Linked DNA regions of Capra hircus: region 1 is linked to region 2. Evidence: chromatin contacts called from public Hi-C data. All regions are on one chromosome and are shown on one strand. Each heading gives the region's core, a stretch centred on a gene start, on an enhancer-like site or on the middle of the called end of the contact. The rest is flanking DNA. Distances are from core to core; before and after follow the strand shown.

Region 1 (7,277 bases), core at 1,990-4,489, 50 kb after region 2:
CAAGCAGAGGGTAGAGTGACATTTTGAGGCGCCTCCCCTTCCCCTCCCCCGCTTTGCCTGTGCACCGGACTCCGGTCCCGAAATAGTCTGCGGGGCGGGGAGGGGGGGTGGGGAGAGGGCGGGGCGGGGAGGCGGTTATCCTTCACCCTCAGGCGTGGGAGGGCCTTGGGAACCCTGCAGTGATGGTTTCCCCGAGGCCTGGGTACCGGCTGTGGGTGGGGCTGCTGTCGTTGGGCAGCTCTCATCCTGACCTGGCTCTCTCGGTTTTGCCTCCCTCTCCCCTCTGCCTCGCGCTTGTGCTCTCTCCTCGTCGCCCCCGATTCTGTGCACCGCCCCCCACGCTCTGCCTCTTGTCTCCCTTGCTCTGTTTTCCCTGTGTGGCTGGCTCCCTTCGTGTGCCTCCATCTCTGTGCTGCACCCCGCCCCCGTGTGCCCCGTGTGTTTCCTCTCTCTTGAGAGTGTCTGTCTCGTCCTTCTATCATCCGTGTCCCTCTTCGTCTCTTCCTGCTTCCTCCCCGCTATTTGCGTCTGTCTCCTTGCCTGCCTTGCCTCTCCCCTCCCATCCCTGGATCCCCACTGTCCCCTTCTCTCTCCCCTCCCCGGATCTCCACTGTCCCCCTCCTCCTCTCCCGGGACCCACTCTCTTGGACACGCTCCCACCAGTGGCGCTTGAGGCTACAAGCCCAAGGTAAGCCATGTGGTCCCAAGAGGCTGCCCTGGAAAGTGGGGGAGGGGGTTAGCCCATGGTGGGGGCCCACCTCTGTGGCTTCTGTGGACCCTGGTGTGACCACCCACCCCTTTCCAGTATCTTCAGCTCAAGAAGAAGTTAGAAGATGAGTTCCCTAGCCGTTTGGACATCGTGAGTCTCGGGGAGGGGGAAGGAGTCTGACGTGGGTCCTGTCTGTCCCTCAGTCCTGGTGGCAGTGGGAGTGGTTTGGGTCAGCCCCCCCCCCCAAAATGTGTTCTCCCTTCCCTGGGAAGGGGCAGGTGTCCGCAAGGGGCATCTCCGCCCCCTCCAGCATCTCTCCTTCTCCCCAGTGCGGCGAGGGGACTCCCCAGGTCACCGGCTTCTTTGAAGTGTTCGTAGCGGGAAAGCTGGTTCACTCCAAGAAGGTATGTCTGTCCATCCTGCCTCACTGGGGGCCAGTGGGGGGTTGGGACTGGGGTTGGCGTCTTGGTCCCAGCCCATCCCTCCCCTGGTCCTCCCTCCTCCAGGGAGGCGATGGCTACGTGGACACGGAGAGCAAGTTTCTGAAGCTGGTGGCCGCCATCAAAGCCGCTTTGGCTCAGGCCTGATGTGCCCTGAAGGCAGAGGTGAGGGGGGCCCCGCCCCGAGGCCACAGAACTAACCCCTGGTTCCCAGTGGACTCCAACCCTGAGGCCTAGTTTCTAGCCCAGCACATTCCACTGGTTGCAATTTCCACTCTGTTCTCTGGACCATAGCACTGCTTTTCAGCATCTTCTGAGCCTGATTTTCAATGTTCGAGCTTCTGTGTTCCAGATGAGCCCCAAACCGAGCCTACTCTAGAACTGGGTCCTGGTCACTAACCTAGTCTGTAACCAAGCTCTGGCTCCTGACTTTTGAGATCCTGGAAGCAGTTTCTACCCTCCATCTAAGCTTGAGTGCCAGTTCCTGCTCCACGTGTGCTAGAACTGAGCATCTGTCCCAGGAGCCTGTGGACCCAGCCCCCTGCCCCCAGCATGCTTTGCACCAGCAACCTGGTTCTCAAATGCTTTGACCTTGAGTTCTGTTTCTCGTCATCCTCACTGGAGCAGAATGAGGCTGCTTTCAGTGGGAATTTGGACCTGCAGTACAATTTGAATCAATGCAGTACAAAAATACGAATGTCTTGCCTCCTATGCAGGTCTGAAAAGGAGGGAGTCTCCCCAAATTACAAAAAAAAAAAACCCACCAAGAATTGCTTAATTCCAAAAGAAAAGAAAAAAGATGCACAAAGAAAAACGAGAAAAAAAGAATTCCATAATTCCCAGGCTGCATGAGCTGGCTATGCATGGGCTGTTGCTGTCAGGAGGGAAGGGTGCCCCTTTGGGGGGGACTTGAATTCTTAAATGGAGCACATCCCTTGCAGAAACACACCATTTGCCACCTCCAGACTGTCAGTCACTCAAATGCATTTGCTTAAACCAGCATGAGGTTGGCTTGGATTCTAGAGAAGTCCACCAATGATGATTTTATCTAAGATAAGCCAAGATGGGATTCATACAAAAGAGAGAGGGGAAGGAATGACTCTTGTTCACAAGTTGAGTGCAATTTCAGGAGTCCCGAAACCCCCCGTCAGGCTCAGCGATTCTTGCAGGACTCAGAACACACCAGAGCTGTTCCACTCCCGGTTACAGTTTATTACAGGGAAAGCTTAAGAGATGAAAGGCAGGGAAGCACCTCGCTTTCATCCGGCCTCTGAAACCCCCCTCCCCGCCTCTTCTCCACACAGACCAGTAACCGTGGCCCAGCCCCTCTCGGCAGACGCTTCATGACAGGAAGGACTGAAATGTCTCTTGGACGCCTGGTCCTTCCCTGATGTTCTCACGGCCGCCGGTTGGAGCAGAGATGGACACCCCTGGTCTTTGCCTGTGCGCGTGTGTGTGAGTGCGTGTGTGTCCCTGCACGCTGGTCCTGGTGCCTTCCCCATCCCTCATCTCCCTGCATCTCCCCCGCCCCTCCATGTCTCCCTTCTACCCTGCGGTGTCTGGGGTGGTCCTGCTCCAGGCTTCCTTTTCAAGGGGAAGCCGAGAGGAGGATCAGGATGAGTGAGTCTGATTTCAGCAGTGATGGCAACAGCTCACAACTCAATAAATGGTGATGAGATTAACAGGCCTGTGTCTTGCGTGTGTCCATTTTCCTCTGCAGCGGCCTCCCGCTGGTCTCCGCCCCGGGAAATTAGTGGCTTGGTAGTGCGGAGCTAGGACCAACTCAGGGCTGAACTTTGCAGTGGTCCCTCAAGCCAAGGTGGAGGTGGGCTTTGGGCGCCCCCTGGAGCCGCCATGGGTGTACATCCTGCAGGGTGAAGCGGGTTCCTGGTTCCCGCATTTGGAGGTAACCTGGCAGCGACTGGGAGGAAAGTGCTGGGTGGCATGTTAGGCTGGCTCACCCCTCCTCTCGCCTGCCTGCCCCCTTTACCGTCCTTGCACTGGAGACGAGCTGTCCTCACCTCCTAGCTCTGAGTTGGATCCCATGACTTGCTTTGGCCAGTGGAGCGAGGCAGACGTAACCACGCCAGGTCTGAGCCTGGGCCTTCCGGGGCCCCGGGGGTCCTGCCAGTATCAGGACACTGAGGAGGGCCTGGCAGCCTCACAGGCTCCGTTCTTAACTCGTGGCAAGATGGTAAAAGTGATGGGGAGTCTGGCCACTGATGGCCTTCTGCACAATCCTCTATTTTGAGGAAGTCCCACCATGGTCAACTTTGGAACGTTTTCACCACCTCAAGGAGAAACCCTTATACTATAGAGCACCCCTCCAGTCCTGAGCACGCACCCCTTTGGTCCCCAGCACCGCCTCCCCCACCACCACCCCCCACCCCTGCCCTGGAGCAGCCACTAATCCACTTTCTGTAGATTTCCCTATTGGGAGGTTTCACAAAAGGGGAATCATACGGTGTGTGTGGTCTGTGGCTCTTCGCTTGGCATAATGTTCTCAAGGTTCGTCCATGATGAGGATTGGCACACAGCAGAACGTCATTCCTTTTTATGGCTGAATAATTTTGCACTCTGTGGGCCACCATTTCATCCGTTGGTGAACATTTAGGTTGTTTGTACTCCTTGGCTACTGTGAGCAGTGCTTCTGTGGACTTCCGTGTCCAAGTTTTTGTTTAAGCACCAGTTCTCAGGTCCTTTGGGCAGATACCTAGGAGTGGAACAGCTGGGTCAACAGCAATGATTTTTAAAAGAACTTTCCTGGCAGAAGGTCATATGAAGACCATTAGATTCGCTCAGAATTGAGGGACTTTTTTTTTTCTTTCATTTGAGGAACTCTTTTTTTTTTTTTTTTTAAATTGTTTATTTGGCTGCACCGGGTCTTAGTTGCAGCATGTGGGATCTAGTTCCCTCACCAGGGATCAAACCAGGGCCCCCTGCATTCACAGCGCGAAGTTGTAGCCACTGGGCCACCAGAAAATTCCCTCAAGAAACTGAATGCTTTTGGTGGCCATAAAGTCTGCACTTATTTCAAATATAATTCTAACCCAATGAACTCTCAAACCTTGAGTCACAGAAATGAAGTCATTTCTCCCCTAAGCCAAATGCTGACCCATGAGATCGCGCCTGTGCTCCATGGATCCATACCCAGTGTCGTCTGGGAAAATCTCCCCTGACAACCATCAGTAGTACCAACAAGAAGGAAAGCCCTCCCTCATCTTCACTGGTAACAACTCTGACAATTCAGTACATTCTGGCAGTTTAGACCTAAACCAGGTAGGAGGACTGGGACTCCAGGAAGCTTGATCTTAACCCTGCTGGAGCCTGCGTGGTGGTACCCTCAGCTCTCCCGTTGGTTTAGCCACGTCACATTGTGCCACCAGTGGGTAATTTAAATAACACAAGACTCTCAAGTCCTTTGTTTAAGCAAGAAATCTAGTGGGTCAGGCTAGGCTGGGTTATGCTTCTGTGGAAACACACAAAAACAAACGCAAATCTCAGTGGGTTAAACCCGGCATGTGCAAAGCCCTCTTCAGGGCAGGTGTCCTCCCTGCGCCCAGTCAGTGACCTAGAGCAGCATTTGTCCAGTAGGACGTTGTGATGATGGGATTTTTCTGTATCTGTCCAGCACTGTGGCCACTGGGCACATGCCACATGGTGTTATGCAGAGCTTGAAAGGAGGTGGATGTGACTGAGGAACTGAATTTTTAATTAATTCATTTGTGTCTGGCTGTGCTGTCTTCATAGCTGTGCTCCAGCTCTCTCTAGTTGTGACGAGTGGGGGCTACTCCCCATTTGTGGGGCACAGGCTTCCCATTGCGCTTACTTCTCTTGTTGCGGTGCACGGGCTTTAGGCATGCAGGCATCAGCAGTCCTGCCGTCTATGGGGTCTCACAGAGTCGGACACGACTGAAGGACTTAGCAGCAGCAGCATCAGTAGTCATGGCCCACAGACTTAGTTGCCCCGAGGCACGTGAACTCCTTCCAAACCAGGGATCAAACCTGTGTCCCCTGCATTGGCAGGCATGTTCTTAGCCACTGGACCACCAGGCAAGTCTGGAACTAGGAATTTTTATTTTACTTTATTTCAACTGACATTGAAATTTGTGGCAAGTGTGGTGCGTGGCTATCTTATTGGACAGTGCAGATCTAGACAGATAGAGATTCTCTTCTATTGTTGCACCTGGACCCACAGCATCCTCAATCCGCATGGCTGGGAGAAGAAACACGCACTAGCTCTTAAAGACCTTAGCCGGGAAGTGACACACGTCTCAGTTCTAGTCGCAGCCCATTGGCCAGAATGGTCACAAGGCTCCACCCACCTGTAGAACCCACCTGGGAACGGTGGTCAGGAAAGGAAGGGGAGCCCGAAAAAATGGTAAGCGCTAGAAATATCTACCAGGCTCCTTTTGATTTTACCTATGCGTGGAGGAGAAACAGAAAATACCATGACCCTATTGTGTCTTAACCAAGACAATTCACGTCTTCAAGAAAAAGAATTCAGCAGGATCGTCAGTGGAAGCCTGAACTGGGAGAAACACTGAATTCTTTTCCAACAGCGACACCGTGTGGCCACTTTGGAGAACTGCAGCTTCCCACATACCCTCGGATCACCAGGAATCAGTACGCACGCTATAGAATCATTTCCTTGAGATTTACTGTAGTGAATCACCATCTTAGGCTTGGTGATATGATGCTTTTTTTTTCTTTTGCCATATGGCATGCAGGATCTTAGTTCCCAGACCAGGGATCGGGCCCACACTCCCTGAATTGAAAACGTATAGTCTTTTATTATTATTTAAAAGATGCATTTATTTATTGGTTGTGGTGGGCTTTCCTTGCTTTGGGTGGGCTTTCTCTAGCTGCAGCAGACGGGGGCTTTTCATTGCAGAGGCTTCTCTTGCTGCGGAGCCCCGGGCTCTAGGCGCACAGGCTTCCGTAGTTGTGGTGCTTGGGCTTTGTTGCTCGGTGGCATATGGGATCTTTGCGGAGCAGGGGACAAACCGGTGTCCCTCGCATTGCAAAGCGGAGTCATATCCACTGGACCACGAGGGAAGTCTCCCAGAACTTTTCTGTATTTTCATGTTTTCCTTTCTTTAGCTTGTTGGGTTTATGTGCTTGGTTTATGCCCCAAGATGGCAAGATGGCAATGTTTAAATCAGAGCCTAAACCAATTTCTCTCTCTTTTTTCTCTATTTTTGAGGACCATTATGAACCTATGGGTTTTTATGTATTTGACATCTTTCAACCTGCTTGCCGACGTTCTTCTTTTGAAGCTTTAATGGTTCCACCTTTGGTTTCTTCAGCGTTTGGACAGAAACCCCATCATCTCTGAGAGCTTTTTTGTGCTTTTGCTGTGACGAGATGGTCTCAGCTCACCTTCATTTTTCCGGCCTCAGATCTGGATCCAGTCTTTATGCCAAAACTCAGGTTACTCCCAGAGGAAAATGACATTTAGAGATGATACTCTGTGCTCCTAGCAACCTAGAGAGATATCAAAATCTCCAGGCCCTCAGGGGTCAAGACGCTCCATGTCTACGAGTGGGAGAAACTCATTCCAATCAACAGTGCTTCTGCCTCTGGGTCTCACTCCTCTGCCCCTGTTTCTTCAGTGTCCTTCTGCATCAAACCCTAACAGGGTCTGTTAGATAAGCAGGAGGAGCTTCTGTTACATCTTGGCAGCACCCAGAGCCGTCCATCCTGTTATGTCTGTCCAACCCCCCTCCCCAACCTCCGTCACCTGTCACATGACTCCCTTCCCTCTCTCTCCAATTTGATCTAATTTTTCTCTCTGCTCTCCTGAGGCCGGCCCAGCATAAGAGGATTGGAGCATTTGCTAAATGGGACCAGGACAGGGTCAGAGGACCAGCTGTGGGGGAGAGTCAGGGGCCAGGACAGCCTCAGGAGGGCGGTAGGGGGCAGTAGAGGAAGAGGGAGCTGGAAAGAGAGGTGAGTGATGCTCCCACCTGAGATGGGAAGAAACAGAGGGAGAGGGAACGTTTCAAAAGGGAGGACATGCTCCCTGGCTGTGATGGTTAGCAGTATTTGCATGGTTGTGCGTGATTGCGTGCTAAGTCATGTCAGACTCTGCGAACCCCCAGGGACGGTAGCCTGCCAGGCTCCTG
Region 2 (6,475 bases), core at 1,043-3,542:
CATTGTAGACAGATGCTTTACCGTCTGAGCCACCAGGGAAGTCCTGTATACAAGGCCTTGGTAAATCTGCTGTGCAAAGGCAGAGACAGCCTCCCCAAGCCCCGGGGTATGAGACCAAAACTGACCTCAGCTTCTACAGTTAGCCTTTGGCATACTCGCTCTTAGATGCTAGGTACAGCAGAGTGGGCATCTGGAGAGTGTTCAGTCGCTCAGTCGTGTCCAACCCTTTGCGACCCCATGGACTGTAACCTGCCAAGCTCCTTTGTCCTTGGGATTTCCCAGGCAAGAACACTGGAGTGGGTTGCCTTTTCCTCCTCCAGGGGATCTTCTTGACCCAGGGATCGAAACCGAGTCCCTTGCATCTCCTGTATTGGCAGGTGGATTCTTTACCACTATGCCACCTGGAAAGCCCCTTTCTACAGCTGAGCCATACGGGAAAAGAAGCCAGAAATGACTACCTCTGGACCCAAATCACCTGGACATGGAGCACAACTGGAACCCAAGACTGACCAGTGTCCCAAGTGAACAAGCTCACTGGCTGCTTTCTCCATTTTTTTTTAAATTGTGAAAAAATACCCATAACGTAAAATTTACCTTCGTAATCACATCAGCATTAAGACATTTACATTGTGCAACCATCAATCTTCAGAACTCATCTCATCATTTCTTTTTTAACTTGGCTGTGCTGGCTCTTAGTTGCAACGTGAAGGATTTTTTTGTTTGTCTGTTTGTTTAATTGCAGCATGTGGCTTCATAGTTTCCTGACCAGGGATCCAACCTGGGGTGCCTGCAATGGGATCTCAGAGTCTTAGCCATTGGACCAACGAGCTGGCAGTCAGCCTGGATGTCAGGAACTCATTTCATCTTGCAGAATTGAAGCTCTGTGCCCATGAAAGCATGACCCTGTCCCCCCTCCCCCTCTATCCAGCTCCCCCACGACCACCGTTCCACTTTCTGTCTCTGAATCAGACTACCCTTGTGGGAGTGGAATCACAATATTTGTTCTTTTGTGAGTGGCTTGTTTCATTCAACCGAACATCTTCATTCATGTCGTAGAATATGTCAGTTTCTCTTTTCAGTTTTGACAGATAGGGTGGGGGCAGAGAAAAGAACATCCGAGCTTGTGCTTTGCAGTGGGGACTCCAGAGGCTGCAAAGGCATCAAGGAAATTGGATGACACTGGGGACAGATGTCAGAGACTCCCTGATTGGGAGGTCAGCAGGTAGCAAGATGCGACAGCCACCGTGGTTATTAAGGGCTCAAAGGGTATTTAATGGAGCTGAATACGTCAGCGTGGAGCTTTTTCACTCCACTGACTCCTTCCTAGAATATTATCTTTAATGCACAAAATGTAACCCTCAGGATCACAAGGGAACCAATTATACTGAAATGCAGTTATCAGTATTTTTTGAAATCAACAAAGCTGTGACATGGTAATAGGGTCTGGTGTACCAGTGCATGATTAGAAAGCTAGCTCGCAGTGGGTCTAATCAGTGATGAGTAAGCAATCACTGGAAATTCCAAACACAGTGTGAGGACATCGAAGATTCCTCTTGATGACGGTCTGAAATCCTTGCTCTCACAGGACTCATGTTCTCGTGAGGGAGACCCTCCCTGAAACAGAAAAATGTAAAATATGGTGAGAAAGGCTGCGGGGAAGAATAAAGCCGTGAGAATGGATGGATGGTGGGTACTGCATTAAACAGGGAGATCAGGGCGGGCTTCTCGGAAGAGGTGACATTTGGGTGGAGACTGGAGGGAGGGAAGGGTGGGAGCCAGGATAGAAGTGGCCGGGTGGGAGGAAGGGCAAGTGCAAAGGGCGCTGAAAAGAGGGTTGTCTGAGGAACAGTGGAGAGGCCAGTGCGGCTGGAGCTGAGTGATCGAGGCGGAGAGAGGGAGGAGACGGCAGAGGGAGCCTGCGGATCTTTCAGGGCCTTGCGGTCCACTGAGGGCTTTGGCTTCTGCTTTGAGTGAAAGAAGAACCATGGAGGACTGTGAACAGAGTTTTCATGCACTCGTTTCCGTTGAAAAAATTATGATTACTTATAATTAAAATTAATATTGTTGGTGGTGTTACTGTTTTATTATTGCTGTTCCCATGTCAGGAAGGGAGACAGGGGTGGAGTTTGAAGGCAGGACTGGGAACCCGCGCACGCACCCATTTCGCAAAGGCACTGTGCCTGTCCCCACCAGAGGGCGCCAGAGGCCGGGCGCCCGGTTTGGGGATGGGGGGGCGCCTCGTCCCGCCCCCCCCTTCTCTGCCCCTCCGGTCCCTCCTCCCCGTTCTGGGCCCCACCCGGCTCAGACGGCTCCGGACGGGACCGCGAGCACAGGCCGCTCCGCGGGCGCCTCCGATCCCCGCGGGACCCCCGCCCAGTTCTCCCTGCCAGGTCCTGCAGTCTGCGCGCCCCCTTGGTGAGTGACCCCCAACTGAGGCTGTGGCCTCCCAGCCTCCGCCCGCGGAGCCCTCGAGCCTGCCCTGGCTCTGGATCATTCCCCTACTCGCCGAAGACCCTCAGTTCCCACCCCAGGCAGTGTAGGGGGTCTCTCAGTTCTCCGCAGCCCCTCCGGAAACCTCTCTATCTCCCTCACTGCCCCGACCCCCCGGCGGCCCCTTCACTCTGCAGCAGTGTTCCCCACTCTCCTCCTCCCTTCCCGCGGCCTTCCTTGGAGTCTCCCTCCATCGCATTCATCCACCTCTGCTCCATTCCTCCTCCCACCCCCAAAGCTCCTCTCCTGCCTCACCAACCCCGCTGCCTGTCCAACCACCCAAAGCGTCCTCGCTAAGATGTCCCCCAGGTCCCTCCCCGGGTAGGACACCACCCAGGGCCCCCTCCCTCTGCCCACTTCCCAGGTCTGGCTCCAGCCTCTCCTTCACCTTTCTGGCACACCCTCCCTGAATTCTCCCCCTCCCACACACACACAAATTTTTTTTTTTTTAAGCGTGGCAATGATTTTATGGATTGTAATATATTGGACGTGCAGTTAGTTTGGGTGCTCAAAGTGTCCCATCTTTGGCCAGTGGGAGTCCTGTCGAGCCAGGACTTTGTCCCTGTGACATGCCCCATCCCAGTTTGAGCACTTCCCCACTATCTGACCCAGACTCACTTGTTCTTTCCCTGCCTCAGCCCCAGAATTAGCCATTTCTCCCAGAAGCCTCAGTTTCTGTTTTAGTGGAAAATGGTATTTAGAGACCCCAATCTGACCAAAAGTCGGTTCTGTGCAGAGATCAGTAAAATTATAAGCATCCACTTAGACTGATCAAGGCGGGGCAGGGGGAGAAAGCAAGCAAAGACACAAATGAGTGATAATTGAGAATGAAAGGGGGAGGGGGACATCACTACGGATCCTACAGTGAATGAAAGGCTAGTAAGGGGATGTAGTGAACACAGTCTAGGTGCTGGGGGTGCTGGTTGCTGCTGGGCTGGCAATTCATTCTCTCCCTAACTCCTTAGATCTGGGATAGGAGTGTTGGCTCTGAGGTCAGGTTATCTGGAGTCCCAGCTTGAGCACTTACTAGCAAAGTGATCTCAGGGAAGTTATACTATCTTCCTGAACCTCAGTTTCCTTATCAGAAAAGTGGGGGTAATAATAGCCTTACCTTACAAGGTTGTTGTGAAGATTAAATGAGTTAGAGCAGTTTCTGGCATGCAGTAATCACAAATGTTATTATTCTTGTGAATGATAACATCATGATCTTGGGGACGGGGGGGACCCAGGCAGTATTGAGACTCATTTCTCATCTTTGTGCCCACGTGTTCAGCCACTCTGTCCATCCATTTTACAGTTCCAGGTCATGAAACCCACCATCCTCTCTGCCTAAATGCCCTTGTCACTCTTCAGGGAGCAGCTCAGAAGTCAGCCCAGGGGGCTTCCCCTGTGGCTCAGCTGGTAAAGAATCTGCCTACAATGCAGGAGACCTGGGTTCGATCCCTGGGATGGGAAGATCTCCTAGAGAAGGGAACAGCTACCCACTCCAGTATTCTGGCCTGGAGAGTATGTGTGGGAAAAGATTCTACAGGACACAACTAAGATCTGGTATAGCCAAATAAATAATAAACGTGAAAAGAAAAGTCAGCCCAGCCAGAGCTTTCCTAATCCTGTGATTGATTCACCCTGTCCCCCTCTGGTGCCTACAAGTCCACCACCCAACTTTGCCCAGGCCTTGCTGACTGCTCCGTGCCCTGGTTCTCTCCACACTGGAGGCTCTGGGAGTGTGGGGACTGGTCTCTGGTCTATTTTTGGATCCATACCTCTTGACACATGGTGCGATTTCAGTGAAAATTGCCGAATAATGGAAGGGGTGGGGACGGAGAAAGAAAAAGACGGAGGAATCCTTTTCTTCGGATCAGCTTCTGCCTCCTTCCCCTTGTTTATCTCTTGGGCTTCCACCACCAATCTCGCTTCTTCCAGCATGCCATTGTCTCTCTCTCTCTCTTCCTCCAGCTGGAATAATCACGTTCTTCCTCCTTCAGCTGTCAGCTCCTGCCATCCACCCTCAGTGCTCTCAGAAGCTCTCCCCCCCAACCCATCCCACCAGCCTTCTCCATCGATTCTACTTTCTGGCTCCCTTTCTTCTCCACCTCCTCCTCCAGGCAGTCCCCCATCAACATCCTCTCCTCCCACAGGTAGCCCTCGCGCTGTGCATCTCCGTCAGAGCTCAGTGGGCAGTGTGGAGCCACCATGTTCAGCTGGCTGAAGCGGGGCGGGGCTCGGGGCCAGCAGCCGGAGGCCATCCGCACGGTGACCTCGGCCCTCAAGGAGCTGTACCGCGAAAAGCTGCTGCCTTTGGAGGAGCACTACCGCTTCGGGACCTTCCATTCTCCGGCCCTGGAGGATGCTGACTTCGACGGCAAGCCCATGGTGCTGGTGGCCGGCCAGTACAGCACGGGCAAGACCAGCTTCATTCAGTACCTGCTGGAGCAGGAGGTGCCCGGCTCCCGGGTGGGGCCTGAGCCCACCACCGACTGCTTCGTGGCTGTCATGCACGGTGACACCGAGGGCACCGTGCCTGGCAATGCCCTCGTCGTTGACCCGGACAAGCCCTTCCGTAAACTCAACCCCTTTGGGAATACCTTCCTCAACAGGTGCGCAGCCAGCAGCCCGGAGGGTCCTCTTGTCCCTGGCCCCCATCTTTGTCCCATCCCCTCCTGTGTCTCTCTCCTTTTCAGTCCTAATCCCCTTCTCTCTACTAGAGCCTTCCTCTTCTTGCCCTCTCTCGGGGAGCAGTTAAGCCAGTGACACCTGAGTTCGACTCCTGTCTAGCTGGGTGACTTTGGGCAAGCAATGTAACCTCTCTGTTTCTTATCCTCATCTGGAAAATGGGGATAACCACAGTCCTTCCTCCATAGGGCTGTTGTGGGGACTAAATGAATGAAAACATACAAAGTGCTTAGAACAGCACCCCGCACAAAGTAAGTGCTCAATTAACATCAGCTCTGATTTTTTTTAATAGTTCTTATTCTCTGTCCAAATCTTCCTTTTCTCTTCCAAGATTCTTTCCCTCTCCGAACCTGATTCTCCTCCGTGCAAGTCCTGGGTTCCCTTCTCATGTGTCCCCTCGCCTACTTGTCCCTGCATTGACCCCTGACCTTCCCTCTGCCCCAGGTTCATGTGCGCCCAGCTCCCCAATCAGGTCCTGGAGAGCATTAGCATCATCGACACCCCGGGCATCCTGTCGGGGGCCAAGCAGAGAGTGAGCCGTGGTGAGTGAGGCTGGGCTCCTGGGCCTGAGGGAGGAAGGCCCAGGGTCGCTGCTGGGGCTGTGTGAGGCCGGCCCTGAGCTGGCTGCGTAGCTGAGGGGAGCTGGTGGAAGGCTGTGACTCCTCCGAGCTGGCGCGCGCTGAAGGGTGGGGGAGGCGTGTGGATGAACACGTGTGAATCCGCTGCGGCTGCATGTCTGGGCGGGTCCAAAGGATGGAGCGGGGAGAGACCAAGAGAGAGGGAGACTCCAAGGTGGACAGGGATTCAGAGGGCGAGGCCGGGATCCAGAGAGAGGATCTGGAGAGGGGGAGACCTAGCGAGAAGGCAGAGCCGGGCGGGGAGGCCCTGCGCCGCTGTCAGCGCCTGGCTCCAGCTCTGGGCCACGGATGCGGCTGAGGAGGGCCAGGGACGGGGAGTCTGGGCAGGGGCCAAGGGCGGCCAGGAATTTATAAACAGCTGTGCAGGGAGAGAGGCGGGGGGAGGGGGTGAATTCCAGCGGGGCCTCTGGGTGAGCCCGGCCCCCACCCCTGCCCTGCCTGGCTCAGTCTCCGCGCCGCCCCCCCATCCCCACCTCCCCGCATTTCTGTCCCTTCCACCCCTGCCCCGTGAGGCCTCGGAGGCCAGAAACTGGGGCAAAGGGGGTTGCAGTGTGGGGCAGAGGGGACCCGGAGGCGACGGCGAGGAGGCAGGGAGGCTGGGCCTCGTTCGGGCGAGGGCGCGGAGGGTTACCGGTGTCCCTGGCCGCTGCCCAGCTGGAACCCGTCCCCTGGGA

The links. Hi-C and Micro-C count contacts between places; a contact is called where the count stands out from the background.
Region 1: a Hi-C map of blood shows a contact between it and region 2, with 3 times the contacts expected there. The contact joins the enhancer-like site here to the promoter of EHD2 in region 2. A contact is called at or near these places in 4 of 5 Hi-C or Micro-C datasets (blood and liver).

Annotation. Positions count from the first base shown.
Region 1 is chr18:55,706,597-55,713,873 of ARS1.2, forward strand. It overlaps SEPW1 (selenoprotein W), which reads left to right. Exons shown (of 6, transcript XM_005709381.3): 2 at 664-688; 3 at 806-859; 4 at 1,039-1,113; 5 at 1,216-1,314; 6 at 2,454-2,833. The coding sequence ends at 1,296. Among named protein-coding and RNA genes, the nearest start is that of SEPW1, 5.1 kb to the left of the region's middle. Within about 2 kb of position 3,240, at least 1 of the 5 cell types and tissues checked has an H3K27ac peak or open chromatin away from gene starts, as enhancers often do.
Region 2 is chr18:55,657,062-55,663,536 of ARS1.2, forward strand. It overlaps EHD2 (EH domain-containing protein 2), which reads left to right and starts at 2,293. Exons shown (of 6, transcript XM_018062680.1): 1 at 2,293-2,415; 2 at 4,629-5,087; 3 at 5,608-5,705. The coding sequence starts at 4,684.